2 separate regions of the Mus musculus genome follow, and region 1 is linked to region 2. Evidence: chromatin contacts called from public promoter capture Hi-C data. All regions are on one chromosome and are shown on one strand. The core of a region is the stretch at or near the end of the contact, and the rest is flanking DNA. Distances in the headings are between cores, read along the strand shown. Region 1 holds the start of Sdhaf3 (succinate dehydrogenase complex assembly factor 3). Region 2 holds the start of Casd1 (CAS1 domain containing 1).

Region 1 (5,156 bases), core at 2,429-4,928, 2.4 Mb after region 2:
TCCACTGATGGCCGATTAGGCCATCTTCTGATATATATGCAGCTAGAGACACGAGCTCCAGGGGTACTGGTTAGTTGATATTGTTGTTCCACCAATAGGGTTGCAGATCCCTTTAGCTCCTTGGGTATTTTCTCTATCTCCTCCATTGGGGGCCCTGTGATACATCCAATAGCTGACTGTGAGCATCCACTTCTGTGTTTGCTAGGCCCCAGCATAGTCTCACAAGCGACAGCTATATCTGGGTCCTTTCAGCAAAATCTTGCTAGTGTAGGCAATGGTGTCATGTTTAAAAGGAGGAAAGAAATGTAGCTTAGTGGACGAGTACTTGCTTAAAGTCAGGTCCCAAATTCAGGGGAAAGAAAAACCATACCGGGCCAGATTTTTATTTTATTTGTATGGATGTTTGCTGCATGCATGTCTGTGCACATGTGTATGTTTGGTGCTCATGGAGACCAAGAAGGAGAGGTGGATCCGCTGGAATTGCAATAATGGATGTTTGTGAACTGCTATGTGGGTGCTGGGAACTGACTCCAGATTCTCTATAAGAGCAACCAGTGCTCTAAACTGTTGCGCCATCTTTTCAGCCCTGGAAAAATGGGTTGATATTGATAGCAAGACCTGTTTTTTACATTTCATTATGAATATTGGAGTATAACATATTGATTCAGCATGCCATAAGCAGGTGTTTTTATCTGCATCTTGTGTGTTTATTTTTGGCTGTTTTCCTTGTTCATCATTTTTATTTCTTTTCAGCCAAAACACCTCTCTGCTTGTCAAACAGATTTCTACCTGCTTCTTCCACCTTAGTGTGTTGGAGGGGATCTGCACAAACCCTTCCTGTTTCTATGACCTTCCAATTCTAATATTCCTCTTGTGGTCAAAACAAAGTGTGACAATTCTGAATCAATAGCCAGGAATTCAACTCAAACCTTATTTTCAGTTGATGGATACTTTGACCACAAGAGGAAAGCTGAGTTGAAAAGTCAGAGAAACATAAAGTTTCATCCTCCTAATAGTGCATTGCTCATAGTGTGTGTGGTGTGGGGAACAAAGCTCATCTGCCCTATCATGACTTGCCTTCTTTCTTCAAGGTCTAATCATGCCACTGTATATTAGAATCTGTCTGTCTGGTCCATCAACTCCATTTCCATCATTGATTTGCTAGTGCCTTGTGGGTTTTTTTTTTTTTTTTTGTTCCTTTTAGGCTGAATCAATTCTTTTATTAGTTCGTTGGCAGGATGTTTTTTTCCACATTTTAATAAGGAGCTTTGGCTCTGAAAGAAGGATTTATTATACTTGTTAATTTAACCTGAAGAGAAACCAGAAAAAAAAAGCAAACTAGAATAAAATAATTTTCAATTTTCAAGGATATTAACAGATGAAATTTGGTAGCAAAGATGCCCTGAAATAAAATAACCACACTGCTCTTCAATCCTTGCCATTAATGTGATTTGTCATGATACCAAATTAAATTTATTAAGATAGTATTTTAGGCAAGTAATTTCCTTAAAGTTAAAGGAAAAACTCTATTCAAGGGCATAAATACTGGAGTGCTTCTTATTTTGTGCTGTACAGTAGTGAGACCTCGAAATGAGCAAAAAACATTGTAGGCTATTGTCTTTTTTGATTTCATAATTGTTACACAGACAGAAATCCTATGTTTGTGAGACAACTGCACACATTCTTGCCCTCTTGTGTTTTACCAACATGCAAATCCTGATGTGCTCAACACCACTAATAAACGCTCTGCACCAATGCAACAGTAATGTGGTTATTACATGTCTAGAGCACAGCCAGACCGGTGGGAAACACTCCCTCCTCCTGAAAAACGCCTTCCCCTAAGTATTCTTGTCAGAAGCTAGAATCAGTAACTAAGCAAAGTACGGCCTGCTGAGTATTATGAAGACAAAAAAGAAAAAACAACAAAAGCAGGAGCACCATGGGAGGTTTGGCTTGGTTATGTTAGTTTCAAACAAGGCTGTTGGGAAAGGTCACACGACAGTGAGCCGACACACTGGTTCTGGCAAGTGATGCCTCCTACCAGCCCCCGGAAGTGCTCCAAACAAGGTTTCCGGTTGGAAGTGAAGGAGTTCAAAGATGGAGGCCAGTGTGAGTGGAACTGACTTACTAGGGAGTGAATAAATAGAACATTTAAATTCTAGAGGTAGAGAGACTTTGAGTTGTTCAATAACAGAGTGCTACTGAGGATTTGTTAAGCAGAGGAACGATGTTATCTAATTACAGCCTGGGTAGATCATAACTGAAGTTCAACATGGCCAGAGGCAAGAACACAGATACGGTAGCTATCCAGTAGAAAGAGATAATTATGGTACAGGGTGTGATGGAAATAATGTTTGATTCCTGCATGATTTTGGTGGTGGAGCTATTAGGATTTGCTGAAGGATTAAAATTTAATTGGAACGAAAGAATAAGGACAAGAAGCTATCAGCTTTTGAAATAGTTACTTTTTTTTTCCCCACCTCTACACAAGTTTGGACTTGTGAACATCTAGATTTCTTGTTTTTGTAAGACCCCCGATGCTGGGCCTCTGCAAGTCCCCAGGTGAGCTGGCCAACACCCCAACGTCCTGAGAGAAAACCATACCTGATGCAAACTGCAAGAGGTTTTATTATCAGCTAGCTGAGGATGAAGTCCCTTTGCTGGTGCAGGGCAGGGGAGTTCGACCCGGTGACAGTAGGGAGCTTTTAACAGCTAGCTGAGGAGTTAGGAGGAGTTGGGAGGAGACTTGGGAGGAGTTGGGAGGAGAGTTGGGAGGACTTGGGAAGAGTTCTTCTCTTCCGGGTGTCCTTGGTGAAATTTACAAGGCAGGAGTGGGGAGTGAGTTCTTTCTGAATTTTTATCTCTGTGTCCTTGGCACAGGAAGGCAGGCATCTCTGGTTGTACAGTATAGAAACAAAAAGGCTTTTTGCTGGCTATAGAGAACAAAGAGCTTCTTTCTAGCTGTATTTTTTAAAGATCAGGGAAAACAAGCTTGGGAAACATCCAGGGGCTTTATCTTCCAGGGAGAAACGCTCTAAGTCAGGGTCTCACATTTTCATCTCACATTGTTTAATAAAAATTCTCAGAATCTTGGTCTTGGAAAAAAAATACACATAAAATAACTCCCAAGATTCTTTCATAGTGCACTTGACCTAGACCAACAAAGTCTGCCCTTCAGGGCTCACTTGTGATAACTACCTGGAAGAAGCTATGCCTACTGCATAAACTCCAAGTACAGCACTGCAAAGGACGAGGGCTGTTGCGAGGGACCGGCGAATGCCACACTATTTCAGAAGCCATAACACTTTGGATTAACCACGCAAGGCTTTCTGGAGAAGACTTCAGTTCGATGAAGTCTTTCTCAAATATTTAATAAGAAGAAACTAGCAAATGGAGAAGATGAGTTAACTCTGAAGGTAACAAGTCGCTCACACAAGACTTTTTGTCTTACACAGCAGCACCTCTCTAGGAAACTCAAGAAATTACAACTACTCCTCAACAGCCGCGCCTTTGGCAGAGCGTTTCTGTCCGCCCGCCCCAAATCCGGGTTTCCGGAAGGACAAGATTCTATGACGGACCAAACCGGATGAAGGTCGCGCGCTCTCTTCCGCCCGCTTTGGGGTTCACCCATAGGCGACTTCCTAGCGGGGGCGGAGCTACGCCCACCTTCTGCGCAGGCGCGGCGCGATGCCGGGGAAGCATGTCTCGAGAGTCCGGGCTTTATATAGGCGAATCTTGCTGCTACATCGGGCTCTGCCCCCGGACCTCAAAGCCCTGGGTGACCAGTACGTGAAGGACGAATTTAGGAGACATAAGACTGTTGGTCCTGGCGAGGCCCAGCGATTCTTGAAGGAATGGGAGGCAAGTGACGCCCCCTCCCCGCCCCCTCGTCCCGGACCTTGGGTTTTCAGTTCAGACCCCACCTTCCTAGCTGCTTCCCAGGGTCCGTGCACGGCCAAACAGGGCGTCTGGAATAGACAGACTAAAGTGGTCAAACAGCACTTCTTTCAAGCTCCGTCGCGAATCCCCCAGCTTCCCGCACAGGCTCTGTGCTTGAGCAGTTTCCCCCGCATTCAGAAGAACTTTCTGAGAGTGCTGAGGGTGCCAGGTGCTGGAGAGAGAAGGGTGGCGTGTCTCAGACGTTACTGCACTCCTGACTGTTTAGTGCTCCAAAAGTTCGTCGGCGTTTGTCCTTTGCGTTGCCTTTAGGCTGTTTAGGTGACAGCCGTGTAATTAACATGATGTCATTACTTAGCTGCCAGAATTAGATCATTTCGATCATTTGTTAATTTGTAATTGTAGGGCCTTAGTAAGCTTTCCACTTGACAGATAAATTATATAACCTAGAAAAGACCTAAGGATTGCAATTTGTTAAAGGGGTAATGCTGGCGGGGGCACGCGTTTGGATTCAGTGTTTGACTTTTCTCTTTTCTTTCTTATTATTTATTTTAGGTACATATTTATTTATTTGTGTGTATACGGGTGTGTGTGTGTGTGTGTGTGTGTGCTGGAGGTCAGAGGCTAACCCAAGGGAATGGTCTCTCCTTCCACCACATGGCTCCTGGGGATCAAACCGCGGGCTGCACAGCTTGGCAGCAGACACCTTTCTCAGTGAGCCATCTCCACGACCCTAATACCTTTTTTTTTTTTTTTTTTCTCTTAAGAATGAAGGGGGAGAAAGAGTATTGCATGATGCTGAAGAGTCTTGCAGGATCTCCTCCCATCTTGAAAATATCAGGAGGTGAAAGGAGTTGGGCATTTCTAGAGTGCATCTAGGTATTTTAAAGAAACTGCTCTGGTAAAGTAAAAAAGATTTTTCATGCTGATAGTGGCTGAAGTGATATTTACCTTTAAAACAACATAAAGATTAGGCTAGGGAAAAGCATTTTCATTGAATTCTATAATTCTTGATTGTAGAATTATTGAAGAGAGAACTTTATAATAATGAAATGTATAACTTTCTTAAAAGTCTTGGTTTATTAGATATAATTTGGTTGCCAGGAGCTGGGGAGGTTTAATATTTTTAAATGCAAAACACTTTCTTTAAATATGTAGTTGGTATTGAAATCAGAAAACTAGATTTAAATTCAGACCTCAGCATTTACTAAACATTACATCAGTTAATTTTTCTAGTCTTTCGGTCTGTAAAATAACGG
Region 2 (5,384 bases), core at 557-3,056:
AGAGAGGGAGAGAGGGAGGGGGAGGGGAGGGGGAGGGGGGAAGAGGGCCGGAGAGGGAGAGAGAGAAAGAGGAGAGTCCTTTGGATTTAACAAGAAATACCCATACCACCAGCAAAGAACCATTCAGTTCTTCAGGACAGAATGGGAACCAAGCAAGTGAAAATTTCAAGTAGCTACTCCTTCTAAAAGAAACAAAGAAGCAAATAACTTGGAACACAGAATCTAGTGGTGGTTTTAATTAAAAAGGGACATTTATCAGTGGAAAGGCATCAGCTAAGAGAGGGACCATTTATAGATGCCACAGGAAAGGGCCATCTTATGTGGAGATATCTACCAGGAAAAGCAGAAATAGGTAGAGGGGTTAACTTTAACACAGAGGAAAGGACAAAGGGGTTCCCAGATTTTCCCAGTATCTCAGAAAGCCTTCTGGGAAGCACAACTAAGTACAACGTCAGGTTTCTTTATTTTTGGCTAGCATTAGGCCAACCCTGGGGGTTAGCTCTGGTTATTGAAGGTGGATCAGAAATTCTAATTTGGTGTTGATGACATCATAGTATGTGTCTAGGATGTGATTGGCAGGCCACATATTGTTAGCCCAGTTATCTGGTTGTTGTCGTATCTGATTCAATTCTGCCAGCATGTGATCAGCCTCAGATCAGAAGAAAGAGCCAAAATTAAGCGACCACTTGCAGGGAACAGTGCCTAAGTGTTTGTACACTTATTTAACTTTATTGCTTATTAGCATTATATCTATGACAGTGATGTATGTGATTTCATTTAAGCGACAAGAATCTTTCATCATCATATGATGATTGTGGCTGGAAACATAATTTTAAAAATCCTTCAGTGGAGAGGATGGGAGTGACTCGACAGGATCTCTAAGTCCCTTTTCTCTAACATTCGAGAATGTTGAGAAGGGTCTGGAAGCACAAGGTTGGGGTTGGCTAAAAGTTGTAAAGAAGACTTGCCAACACCTCCAACTCAACAATGACTTACTTGTTCTAACCACAACATGCAAATAGCCATTCTTGTCTACAAGGCAACTCAAGACCAAGGGTATGAATAAGAATGCTTTTCAAAGGACACACAGAGTGCTGGGTCTATTGATAATCACAAAACATTAACCAAGTTTAAGGATTGCCACAGGCAACCAATCTGCTACCCTGGCCAACCTTAGTGTCAACAAAGATATTGTGTAAACATAAAGGAGAAAGGGGCTCTTATACTGACATCCACACCAACTTAGACACACTGTACAGGATGCATCTACACCCACTGCAACTGGACAAACAGCACATTGGGCAGTTGAGTATTAAACGGTGAACATGGGCCTTACACTTGAGTTGGGTGTTCGGATTTACAGCCACCCCAACACCTGGCCAGCATCTTAGGTGCAGAGGAACTTGCCAGACAGGTCGTGGGTGGCCTGCCGTTAAGGCCCCACGACCGTGGGAGAGCAGAGAGTAGAAAGTCCAGAAAGGGTGTGATGGGGGAAGCAGGGAGTGTACTTTTTTTTCCCGGAACAGTAGTTCTATTGCCCTAACCTGGGCTCAGGTAGCTGCCAGTCCACTTGGGCATAGCCCCGGAGCTGACATCTGGGCCGGGCTGCAGGCCCTGGCCCTCTGCCCCCCCAACACCCATACAGTCACCATGCCTGTGCAGCCGTCGCCGCCCGCTGCCGCCAGTGACCCGGTGACCCCGGAGGCCCGTCTGGGCCCGGTGACCCCGGAGCCCCGGGCATCCGGACCCCCGTCACAGGCGCAGCCGCTATTAAGGCAGGAGGCTACCAGGGAGGAGGAAGGGGAGGAGACAGGCGGCCAGGGCGCCTGGGGCACCGGCACGGCTGAGCAACGGCGGCGGGGTTGGGGGGAGGCCGACGAGGGCACGGGGAAGGCCGGCGGCACGGAGGCCGCAGGCTCGGACCCCTCGGCCCGCGGTTCGGGCGACGGGCAAGGGAGCTGGCGGCCGCTTCTCGGCTGGCTACGGCGCCCGCCGCCCCAGTGCTGCCCCTGCGCGGCGCCCCTTCCCCGCTCCGCCGCGCACTGTTGTCATGGAGGAACCAAGATGGCGGCTCTGGCCTACAACCTGGGCAAGCGGGAGATCAACCACTACTTCAGCGTGAGGAGCGCCAAGGTGCTGGCGCTGGTGGCCGTGCTGCTGCTCGCAGCGTGCCACCTCGCGTCCCGCCGCTACCGAGGTGAGCCGGCCCTCCCCCCGGCCCGGGCCGGCTCGGCCCGGGGGGAGGCGGCGCCGCGGCCCCGAGCGCGGGAGGCCGCCCCCCGCCGCAGCACGCCCACGCGCCGGCGGCCTCCCGCGGCCCCGCGGCGCCCCACGTGCCCGGGCCGACCCCTGCGGGCCCCTGCCCCCAGCCTCCCGCTCTCGGGGCCACCTCCTGCTGGAGCGGGGCTCCGGAGGCGCGCCCGGCCCCGCGCCCCGGTGCAGGAGGTCGAACCAGGGGCCCCCGGGGGCAGCCCTGGCGGCACCGCCTCCCGGATGCTGGGGTCGCACACGGTGCGCCCGTGGGGTCTGCCTCCTGCCCTGCCACTTCAGGGCCCAACGGTTGGACAGCGGCTTGGGCCGCCCTGCTTACTTTTGCCAAAAGGGCCAGTGTGGCTAAAGATGCCCATGGCCCACCTCCCTCCCGTGGAGGAGGTGCCACCAGCCTTTCAAACACTTTTCAAGAGTTTGGGTTGCACAGTTTTTGTTTTTGTTTTTACAAATAAAGACACTGAGGCAGGATTTTGGTTTTTGTTTGTTTCTTAAAGGAGTTAAGGAGTTGACCGGACTAGACGTGAGCGGGCGAAGCAAATAGTTAAGCCTTTTGAAAGCTGGCCTTCAATATGGGTTTACATACTGGTGGAAAGCTGGAAAGGAACCAATGAACTCTTCTCAGAAGGAATTATCCTTCAGTTGTCAAGGGATATTTGCTTGTTTTTTTGATTGATTTTTTTTCCCCTTTCCTTACGATAAATGCCACCAGGACAGTCACTGACAGTAGGAGGGAAATTATAATGATAGGATCTTTTGGTTTTGACCTTTGGTATCCTAAAAGTCATTATATGGACAGCTCTTGGTGACTGTGAGATAATTAGACAAATGTGACAGCCACGTGCACATTAGCGCTGGGCCCATTTATACTGTACAGCCCAGTCACGAGAGTACTAGAGTCTCGGCTGTATTCCCATTTCACATGATCTCTCAAAGTGGAGGCCATTTTGGTCAAACTTGATGGTTTGTTTCTACCTACTCTTGAGTTTTCCAGATCTTAAACTTTAGTATCATAGCTGTATCTTTTAAATATATTATCTTACAAATAGCTTAATTGAATTAAAAAAGATCCTTATGGCTAATTCTCCAGTCCTCTACAGATTCATAGCAGATGACCTATCAGAGCCTTGGCTTCTTACTGCTGACATCAAGAAAGCCTACATTTTCATATATACAACACAATTAGCAGTACTGATGAACCAACTGTTGATAACTCAGAGAACATGTTTCTTTTAAATGTGATTAATCTTTTTATGCTAGTTTGATATGAGATGACTGTCATCTAATTCAACTTTGTGTTTGTGATGTCAATGGAGCTAAAGTTTATGACTACAATGTTGTCCCAAATGTAAACCTACTGTGCCCTGCCTGCTTGTCTTTTTATTGTGCTTCTTGTCTTTTGCTAAGCTTGTGGAATACTAATTTTTAAATTTAGGTTATATTTTGCATCTTGCCAAGGTCTGTCATCATCGGGAGGAAAATAGAATGTCAGATGGGGCCTTATGAGTCAGGTTGTAAAGCCTCCTCCAGAAGGGACTTGTGAGTTTCCAAAGGTGCTTCAGTGCCTTGAGTGTGAAGCAGTACACCTGTCATATGTGCTTGTCCAGATTGAATATCAGGAACTTGAACCAGAGTCTGTGCAGGAGAAACTAAACATCTTACCAGGAACATTTTTGCCCTGGCAGTGTCAAACCATGTCAGGTGCAGTGCCTTTCGCAGATATGCATATATGCTTGATTCACATAGAATCATTTGGAACAAGAATGGAGTTTCTTAGACGAACAGTGGAAAGGACATGAAATGCTAAGATCTTGGGTGTGTGAGTATGAACATGCATCAAATGCACACACACACACACACACACACACCTCTTGCTTTGAAAATTACTCCACTTCAAAGAATTATTAGAAAGTAAAGCTTCCCAAAACCGTGCATTAGATTGAGCACTTACTGTATGCAGGCAGTGTTTAAGGGCTTTTCGTAATTCATTCTGTCTTTAGAGCCTCTAGGAGGTACGGTGTTTCATCCCCCCACCCCTTAACATTTCTGTAATCAAGAAGAGTCTTTAAAACTTTGATTGCATGTCAAAGTTTAATTGGTAACATTTTTTTCCTGTATGAAAAAATAATGATGTGTCTTAGATTCAGTGAATTAGAGAATTATTTACATTTTAAAGATGAAGCCAGAAAGGTTAAGCAAATTGCCTGAGAACATACAGCTAGTCAGTGGCTGAGCTATGATTTAGTACCAGTCAGCTTGCCTGGTGCCATTGTGTTACAGACTGCCTTTCTTAGAGCTGGGTGGAAGCTCTGAGAGATGAACTTCATCACTAGTGCTCGATACTTTAGAACTACTGATTTACTAGAAGCAGAGCATCGTCCCATTTGCTTTCAGACCAAGAGATGATTTTCTAGAGGTCACGCGTATAGAACTTAAAACCATGGCATTCTTTTGGTACCTGGCTTCCCTGTCAATCTTCCTAAGCATTGAGCTTACAGTGTACAAACACTTTTGCTTTTCCTGCTTTTCTCTGCCTACAAAATTCTCTCTTCTCTTGAAAGAAAATATTCCAGGACTCACTCTCTCTCTCTCTCTCTCTCTCTCTCTCTCTCTCTCTCTTTTAATGCTTCACTCAAATGTTGCCTTCACAGAAGTGGGAGTGGACAATTCAGTGTCTGCAGAGCAACTTGTCCTTGCTTACCATGTTGTGCTTGGAAGAATAGGTCTTGTTGTCTTACACACACACACACACACACACACACACACACACACACACACACACTGTGGGCTTCCAAGTAGATCTTTATGGTTTTTAAATAGCCAGAGCCTAACACACAGTAGGAATTCCATAGATAGGGTGAGAGAATGTGCAAATTTTATTTGGTTCAGTTGGGATTCTAAGTGAATTTTGTTTTCTAATCTCAATTTTAGGAAGAAGAGGTTTTTTGAATTATTAATATTTCATATAATATGTTAGAATGGGCCTTAAAATGCCTTCTTAAAAATACCCATCTGAGTATGATTATAGAGTAAAAACATGACTTCTGGCTAGAGGCCAGTATCTGAACCTTAAGCAGACCTTTATAGTGGTAAAGCTAACTTCCTTCAAAGTTGTT

The links. Capture Hi-C pulls out chosen DNA fragments and counts their contacts.
Region 1: a contact with region 2 is called in a promoter capture Hi-C map of adipose tissue, with 3 times the contacts expected there. The contact joins the promoter of Sdhaf3 here to the promoter of Casd1 in region 2. A contact is called at or near these places in 1 of 39 promoter capture datasets (liver) and 2 of 9 other capture datasets (adipose tissue and liver).

The regions. Positions count from the first base shown.
Region 1 is chr6:6,952,340-6,957,495 of GRCm38.p6, forward strand. It overlaps Sdhaf3 (succinate dehydrogenase complex assembly factor 3), which reads left to right and starts at 3,679. Exons shown (of 2, transcript NM_001077713.1): 1 at 3,679-3,861. The coding sequence starts at 3,688.
Region 2 is chr6:4,599,105-4,604,488 of GRCm38.p6, forward strand. It overlaps Casd1 (CAS1 domain containing 1), which reads left to right and starts at 1,807. Exons shown (of 18, transcript NM_145398.4): 1 at 1,807-2,197. The coding sequence starts at 2,065.